2 separate regions of the Mus musculus genome follow, and region 2 is linked to region 1. The links are chromatin contacts, called in public HiChIP or PLAC-seq maps. All regions are on one chromosome and are shown on one strand. Each heading gives the region's core, a stretch centred on a gene start, on an enhancer-like site or on the middle of the called end of the contact. The rest is flanking DNA. Distances are from core to core; before and after follow the strand shown.

Region 1 (3,477 bases), core at 667-3,166:
CCACCCTGAGATATGCAGATTTGTCACAACTGGACACAAATAAAACAAGGGGCTGGGAGATTAAGGCCATGGCAGCTTCATGAACTCCATGTTCGAGGGACAAGAGAGGCCTCCAACATCTCTTCTAAAGCAGAATTAATGTCCCCTATGGCGCCAGCAGCAATGCCTTGCCTAGCTATGACAGCAGGTTACAGAGGGGACTACGTACATCTGGGACACAAGAGTCTCTACCTCCTCCCAACTCAGCAGGGAGAAAAGTAATTTCTTTCTTTTCTTTTTTTCTGAAAGTAAGGGTTGAAACAAGGTTTCTCTATGTAGCCCTGGCTGTCCTAGAACTCAACTCTGCAGACCAGGCTGGCCTTGAACTCCCAGAGCTCCTCCTGCTTCTGCCTCCAGAGTGCTGGGACTAAAGACATGTAAACGCCTGTTAGATTTCACATGACAGGATTTTGATGACAGGTTTCCTCTTTCCTTTAGTGTTTTGAGAGAGTTATTATGTACACCAGTCTGGCCTCCAAATTGAGATCTCCCCATCTTCACCTCTCCAGCATTTAGATTTGCACTATCAAGTTCCAAGAGCACACGCTCTTGTGCTCAGCTATCAACAACGGTTCTATGTGGCTTCAAAACCAACCCCACTGGGGTCACTGGGCAGAGACTTCTCCAAATGCTTTCCTCTCTTTAAATGCATACTCATCTGTAGGGAAACTTCTATCAAGTTTTTAGCTTATTTCTCTGCTTTTCAGATTGGAAAATAGACAACACACCAAAGGTTGTTTGAACAGTCTGGCTGAACAGTCTCTGTGCACAGGTTTTGTTATCCTGAGCCCTCTAAGGACCGGCAGATCAGTTCTCTTCCTAGGTCAGTTCCTGTGTAATATGGTAAACAAAGCCAACCTTCCCCACAATGCTTCTGGGTAGCCACAGAGCAGGAGCTCAGCCCAGGAGCCTGAGGAACAGGCCCCTCCTGGGCTCTGGCTCCACTCAGCAGGACCAAAGTTCAGGGATGAGTAAGCAGTTAGCCTCTGCTGACAGCTCTGACAGATACAGGTCACACTCCATGTTCTGACAAATACCAGGGCAACCTGATCCAGAGCAATGCAAAGGAAAGGAGTTTGAGGCCGAACTACACAGATCAAACCTTACTACTCCAGTGGCAGAGGCAAGGAGCCCAGGCCATGACGCCTGCTCCAACATCTGCCCAGTCTGACCCAGGCAGCATCCCTCCCATCCTCATCTCCCCAGCTGTCCAGCTGCCATGGTCTGCTCATTTTCCCTTCCCTTTCATCTCCTGATCTCCTCCTTCCTGAAATGCCTTTGTCCTTTTATTCTAGTTGAGGCTAAAGTCCACAGCTTCCCAACCTTGGCTAGCTTTAGGAGATCTACGTGCGTGCTCACATTTGACTCTGTAGAAGACTGTGGATAGACGCCCTGGCCACCCGCAGTGTCAGCAAGAATCCCAAGAATCTGGCAGCTCGGGTTCCAACCCAGGCCCCAACACCTGCCAGCGACACCCACCGTGGGGGCTGCTCAGCCCTCAGCCCCCCACTTTTCCATCCTGTAAAGAGGCTCAGCCTAGCTTCCTGCTTTCCTCATCCCAACTCATAGTCTATGTAAACCACAACATTTCTCCATGCTGACAGAAGGCAGGGAGCATAATTCATACAGTAAGAATGGACAGTCTTAAGCACAGTGAGAAAGTACTAATGAGTACTCACAACAGCACCTGGTATCTAGGCTCTTATCGTGTCCCAGAACTTCATGTGTACCATGTGGCTTACCACACCAATTTCCTACCACCACATTCGAAACAAAGCTCAAAACAGGGGAATGACCTGCCTCTTGATGGAGACTGGTACAGCTGGGACCTGGCCTCAGATCTAGCTGACTGAGGTGTGGCCTCCAACCATGGCCCCATGACACGGCCAATAGTCTGGGCAGTGCCTTAGCAGCCTTCAGGTCAAAGCAAAGCTGACGCCTTCTCTGCCCTGGACCTGTTTTGATTGCTTTACTAAACTGCCAGCTCCACAGAGCAGGGAGAACAAGGCCCACCTCAGTCCCAGCAATGTCTCGTGACCGAGCATACGACTGAAGTCTGACTCCGAAAACAGCTCGGAGGGTTAAATGAAATCCTTGGAGCTCAGGAGCTAAACAGGCTGCCCCCAGCCCATAACTCCATGGCACTCCTGGAGACCCACAAAGGAACAAGCTCAACAATTACTTGCAAGGAGGAGACTCCGTCACTGTAATTCCTCAAGGAGAAGAATCAAAGTAAAAGACATAAAACTGCAGAGTAAGAGAATAAGAATCCTGGAGCGACAGGAACTGCTGCTGAAGCCATGTTACATGGGAACCTGGGGCAGACAAGCCTGGGGCTTAGACCAAGATGCTGGCCCAAATCAACTCAGTCTGACCCCCGAGTCTGCCTCTGAGATACCACAATACGTCAAACCAGGTCTCCCTTGCAAAATGCAGTTTCCACATACAAACCTAATTACCTCTTCCTACCATGAGCTGACCCAAATTCTCCCGGTACTTGACTGACACCCTGGGTTAGACTGCATGTGACTTGAGCAGTCAGATACACAGCGCTCAGAGTGGCATGCCTCCCAACCCCCATGTTGCCCCTCCTCCACTGCCCTCTGCACACCCATTCTAACATTCTTAACCCTAAACATAGCGGGTGAGATATTTCTCCAGCTTTATTTTGTTATAGGCATGGGAGTAGGCACAAAGAGCACCGGCACAGGTTGGTGTCGCACTCCAAGGGCCTCCTGTCGTCGTTCCACACACACCACTGAGATGTCACATAAGCCTTGCTTCTTTCTGAACCTGGGACTGTTTAAATGGAGACCGTGCATACCACTGGGACAATGACCAGTCATAGGCAGCAGCTGTCTGGGCTACAGTCTGGACCTGGGACAGCATTTAGGAAAGGTCAGGGGTTTCTCTTCAATTCTCTGCTGGACTCAGAAGCCCCGTTTGGCTGGAAGTACAAACCACAATCTATAAAGAGGGCCATTTAATCCTGGGAAAGATTAAAAGCTACAATTAACCTTTTGCAAAATAATAAAGTCTGGAGGAGCTACTATTGTGCTTGCTCCCAATCACAGTGCCAGGGAAGGGTTCAAGGCCAGCACTCTGTGCTCGGCTGGATGCTGGGCTGGCCAGAGGTCAGACCTGATCCTTTGGCCCCAGGAAGTGATGAGAGTCCTCAGTGTGGCTGGCGCCAGGGCTGACAGCAGAAACTGCAGCATGCTCTTACCCTGTGGCTACACTGGCAATGGGAACTGCCTGTCACTCAGATCCCTGCTCATCCCCAGAGAAAAGCAGCTGAAGCCAGGGCTGCGGCCACTGCTGCTGATGCTCACCTCCAAAATGTACGCACAGGTAGCTGAATTTCACCTGCCCACAAATGCCACACAAACAGGATTTTGTACTTACTGAGTTTAGCCCCTTCTGATATATTGACACTTG
Region 2 (3,477 bases), core at 413-2,912, 81 kb after region 1:
TGGAAGACCCTGCAGCTCACAGAGCCTACTTCCCCTCAGCAGTGGCAAGAATGGGTTCCAAACGCTGCTGTGTGTCCAAAGGAACCAAAATTAATAGCAAGTCCTGAGATGGACACGATACTGGAATAAAATCAGAATCGGGTTTTTGTTGGTTGATTTGTTTGATTAGTTGGTTGGTGTTGTTTTGATTTGCTTGAAACAGGATCTCTCCTCTCTCTGTAATTCTGGCTGTTCCAGAACTTGCTTTATAGTCCAGGCTGGTTTCAAACTCAGAGATCTGCCTACCTCTGCCTCCCAAGTGCTGGGATTAAAGGTCTGCGTCACCACTGCTCAGGTGTGAGTGTTCTCGTAAGAGAGACGCTTCAAGACAAACGCACACGGAGAAGGCAGCATTCAGACAGCCAAAAGGTGCTAGACTCTCTACTGGGGACTGGAGAGATGGCTCAGCCATCTCTGTTTAATGAATGCTCTTCCAGAAGATCCAAGTTTGGTTCCCATCATCTATATGGGGTAGCTCAAAGCCACTTGGAACTCTCACCCCTGGAGATATGTTGCTCTATGCTAATTACACAATGGCTGGGCAGAATGGAGAATAGGGTGGGAAGTCCACAAAGGGTGGGGGTGCTGAACCATGAGGAAGGGGGGTCATTGAGAAGAGATCATCAGGGCTGGAGAGGTGGCTCAGCAGGTAAGAGCACTGATTGCTCTTCTGGAGGTCATGAGTTCAAATCCCAGCAATCATAAGGTGGCTCACAACCATCTGTAATGGGATTTGGTGCCCTCTTCTGGTGTGTCTGAAGACACCTACAGTGTACTCATAAATGAAATAAATAAATCAATCTTTTTTTTTTTTTTTTTAAGCTGCTGGCCTTGAGCAAAGTAAATTGGTATAATCCTGAAATCCCAGCACTCAGAAGGCAGAGGCAAACTCTATGAGGTCAGACTGGTCTACAGAGTGAGTTCCAGGGCAGCCAGGGATCTGTTACACAGAGAAACCTTGTCTTGAAAAAAAACTAAAAATAAATAAATAAATAAGGAAATCGTAACTAGAAGAAGATGGCCCCATCTTCTCTTGTCTTTCCCGTGTCGTAGGAGGATGGAAATTACCTCACACAAATTGTCAGGAAATGTTCTCTTGTTTTCAATACTCAAAGACGTGCCACTGAGATTCCATCACTCATGTCACTCAGATCCATTCAAAGACAAGCCGGTCCCAGGGAATGGCAGCCCTCCACTCAGCGAGACACACACTTCCAGGAGAGAGGCAAGTGACTAATTCTCTCAATTACAATTTATTCTTCCCCCTTTTGTTCTTACAGGTAGAAGGAAAGACATAATAAAACTCCTTAAGTCCGGCAGAGAAAAACAACACAAAATTCTATTTGAAGCTGGAAGTAATCACTCTGCCTACGGTTCTAAGAAAAATAAACAAACCAAGGCGCTCTAAATAAACACTTAGAGCTGCCCCAAGTCAGCCAGAAAACCCTGGTGAGTTGGGAAGAGGGCCTAGAGGAATTGTTTGGCTCCCTGGGGTGCTGCTCTGCCTGGACTTTGTGCTCTGGCTAATCCTCTCCCCATCCCATCCGGGCAATCCAGCCAGTCATACCAGTTTCCCAGCTCTCTCACAGCGTGGGGCCTCCACAGCACCTCTCATGTCTGACCTGTCAAGCCAGCTGACTGAGCTATACACTCGGTAGCTTCCGGACCGCCAACCCTGAACTTGGCTGGTTCCCTTCAGGCTACAGGTTTTTTTTGTTTGTTTTTGAGACAGGGTCTCACTATGTGGCTCTAAGCTGTCCTGCAACTTACTATGTAGACGAGGCTGGCCTCAAACTCACAGAGATCTGCCTGCGTCTGCCTCCCTGTGCTGGGGTTAAAGGCAGGCACCGTCGCATCCTGCTCAAGCAAAGAGAAAGTTATAATGAACTTAGATGTGTGTGTGTGTGTGTGTGTGTGTGTGTGTGTGTGTGTGTGTGTGTGTTCAGAGACAGAGAGGGACACAGAGAGAGACAGACAGACAGAGAGAAAGACAGACACACACACACACAGATACAGAGAGAATTAATGTCGTTTTAAGGGGCACTGTTTAGGCGATTAGCAATATTTTTGTACAATAACCAAGATCTTCAATGCATAAATCTTCCCTTTTGATATGTCTTATAAAAGGCAGTATGCCGCAGCAGGAGGGGGAGCCTGAGCTGGGCCCAGGCTGAGGCATCCCCTGCAGGAATTATCCACAGGACAGGTCTGGTATAAAAGGAAGTTTATTTGGCATCTGAGAAGGGAGTGGAGACAGATAAAAGGGGGACAGAGAAAGAAGGGGAGATGCCAGCCAGGAACACGTGGGAAGACAGGAAGAAGATGGGGAGGGATGGAGAGAGGGAGGGAAGGAGGGAGAGAGGGAGAGGGGAAGGGAGAGGGGAGAGAGAGGATGGAGAGTTAAGAGCCAGGCTGTTGCTAGGTAACTGTTGGGTGGAGCCGAGAGGAAAAGGTAGCAACTTTGCCTTGAGACAGGGTTTTGTTGTTGCTTTATTTTTGGCATTTTTGAGACAGATTTCTCTGTGGAACAACTCTGCTGTCCGGGAGCTGGAGGCCTCTGCCTCCCAAGTGCTGGTATTAAAGGCATTTGCCACAGAGACAGTTTATGTAGCCCAGGCTGTCCTTTAACTTGCGGTGTACCCAGGGATGACCTTGAATCTCTTGCTTCTACCTCCCAGTGCTGGGATTGAACCCTGGGCTTCCTGTGCAAGGGGTGCGCACTCTACTGACTGAGCTACACCCCAGCCTTGGTTTCCACCAATAGATGGAGTCACTGAGAGAGAGAAAAAGGTTTCTTAGTCCTTGGAACCAACTGTGCCTACATCTTCCCAAGAACAACTGTGGCACATCCCTCTCTGCCTTCAGCTTCCCGGGACGCTCGTCTCATTGCGCACCCCCTCCCCCCAATTATGACCACTTTGGGCAGAAAAGAATACAAGAATAGTCACTATTAAATGTGAGAGAAAAATTGCCTAGCTGAGAGCTTTTGAAAGAGGGGCATTTAGCGAGCTTTTGACGCCTAATTACTGTTTAATCAATCCAGGAACGCAGAGACTGGTTATTTGCCTGCTGCAGAGGCTGGGAATTGCAATGCATGGCTGGTAATTTTGCCAGTGTTGGGAGTGCCCTTCAATAGGCTTTTCCAGGCTTCCTTCCTACTCTGGCTGAAGCCTATAAAGTCCCTCCCCGCTACACACTTATCTAAGCAGCCCCCTCAGTAAACTGCAACTTAGCAGAGAGGCTCACAAGACAAGCAGGGACTGGCTGGCTGCCATGGTGCTGCCCAAAGCTCCAGGTTTCTAGCTGCCACGTGTCTTGCTCCTTCCTCTTCCTCCACCTGTGGCAAGCAAGGTGTCACTGGCAGAATTTCCAGAAGTTTGGATCCACCATGGGGCTGGAATACCGCTCGGTGGAAGAGCCTGTGCTTAGCAGATACAG

What was found. HiChIP or PLAC-seq counts read pairs in DNA pulled down with a chosen protein or histone mark.
Region 2: an H3K27ac HiChIP or PLAC-seq map of epiblast stem cells shows a contact between it and region 1. The contact joins two enhancer-like sites. A contact is called at or near these places in 8 of 39 promoter capture datasets (the 3T3-L1 cell line, 3T3-L1-derived adipocytes, the C10 cell line and 4 more), 2 of 15 datasets of contacts at CTCF or cohesin (CD8 T cells and the NIH/3T3 cell line), 18 of 484 Hi-C or Micro-C datasets (the AML12 cell line, the F1.1 cell line, beige adipocytes and 9 more), 12 of 115 datasets of contacts at active chromatin or transcription factors (CD8 T cells, the HPC-7 cell line, the NIH/3T3 cell line and 6 more) and 4 of 9 other capture datasets (adipose tissue, embryonic stem cells, liver and 1 more).

The regions. Positions count from the first base shown.
Region 1 is chr11:106,555,020-106,558,496 of GRCm38.p6, forward strand. All of the region lies in intron 2 of Tex2 (testis expressed gene 2), which reads right to left. Among named protein-coding and RNA genes, the nearest start is that of Gm22711, 56 kb to the left of the region's middle. Within about 2 kb of position 1,917, at least 131 of the 459 cell types and tissues checked have an H3K27ac peak or open chromatin away from gene starts, as enhancers often do. A contact at or near this core is called in epiblast stem cells, stem cell-derived epiblast-like cells and trophoblast stem cells, where this site is marked.
Region 2 is chr11:106,636,324-106,639,800 of GRCm38.p6, forward strand. No RefSeq gene overlaps it. Among named protein-coding and RNA genes, the nearest start is that of Tex2, 25 kb to the left of the region's middle. Within about 2 kb of position 1,663, at least 44 of the 459 cell types and tissues checked have an H3K27ac peak or open chromatin away from gene starts, as enhancers often do. A contact at or near this core is called in epiblast stem cells, stem cell-derived epiblast-like cells and trophoblast stem cells, where this site is marked.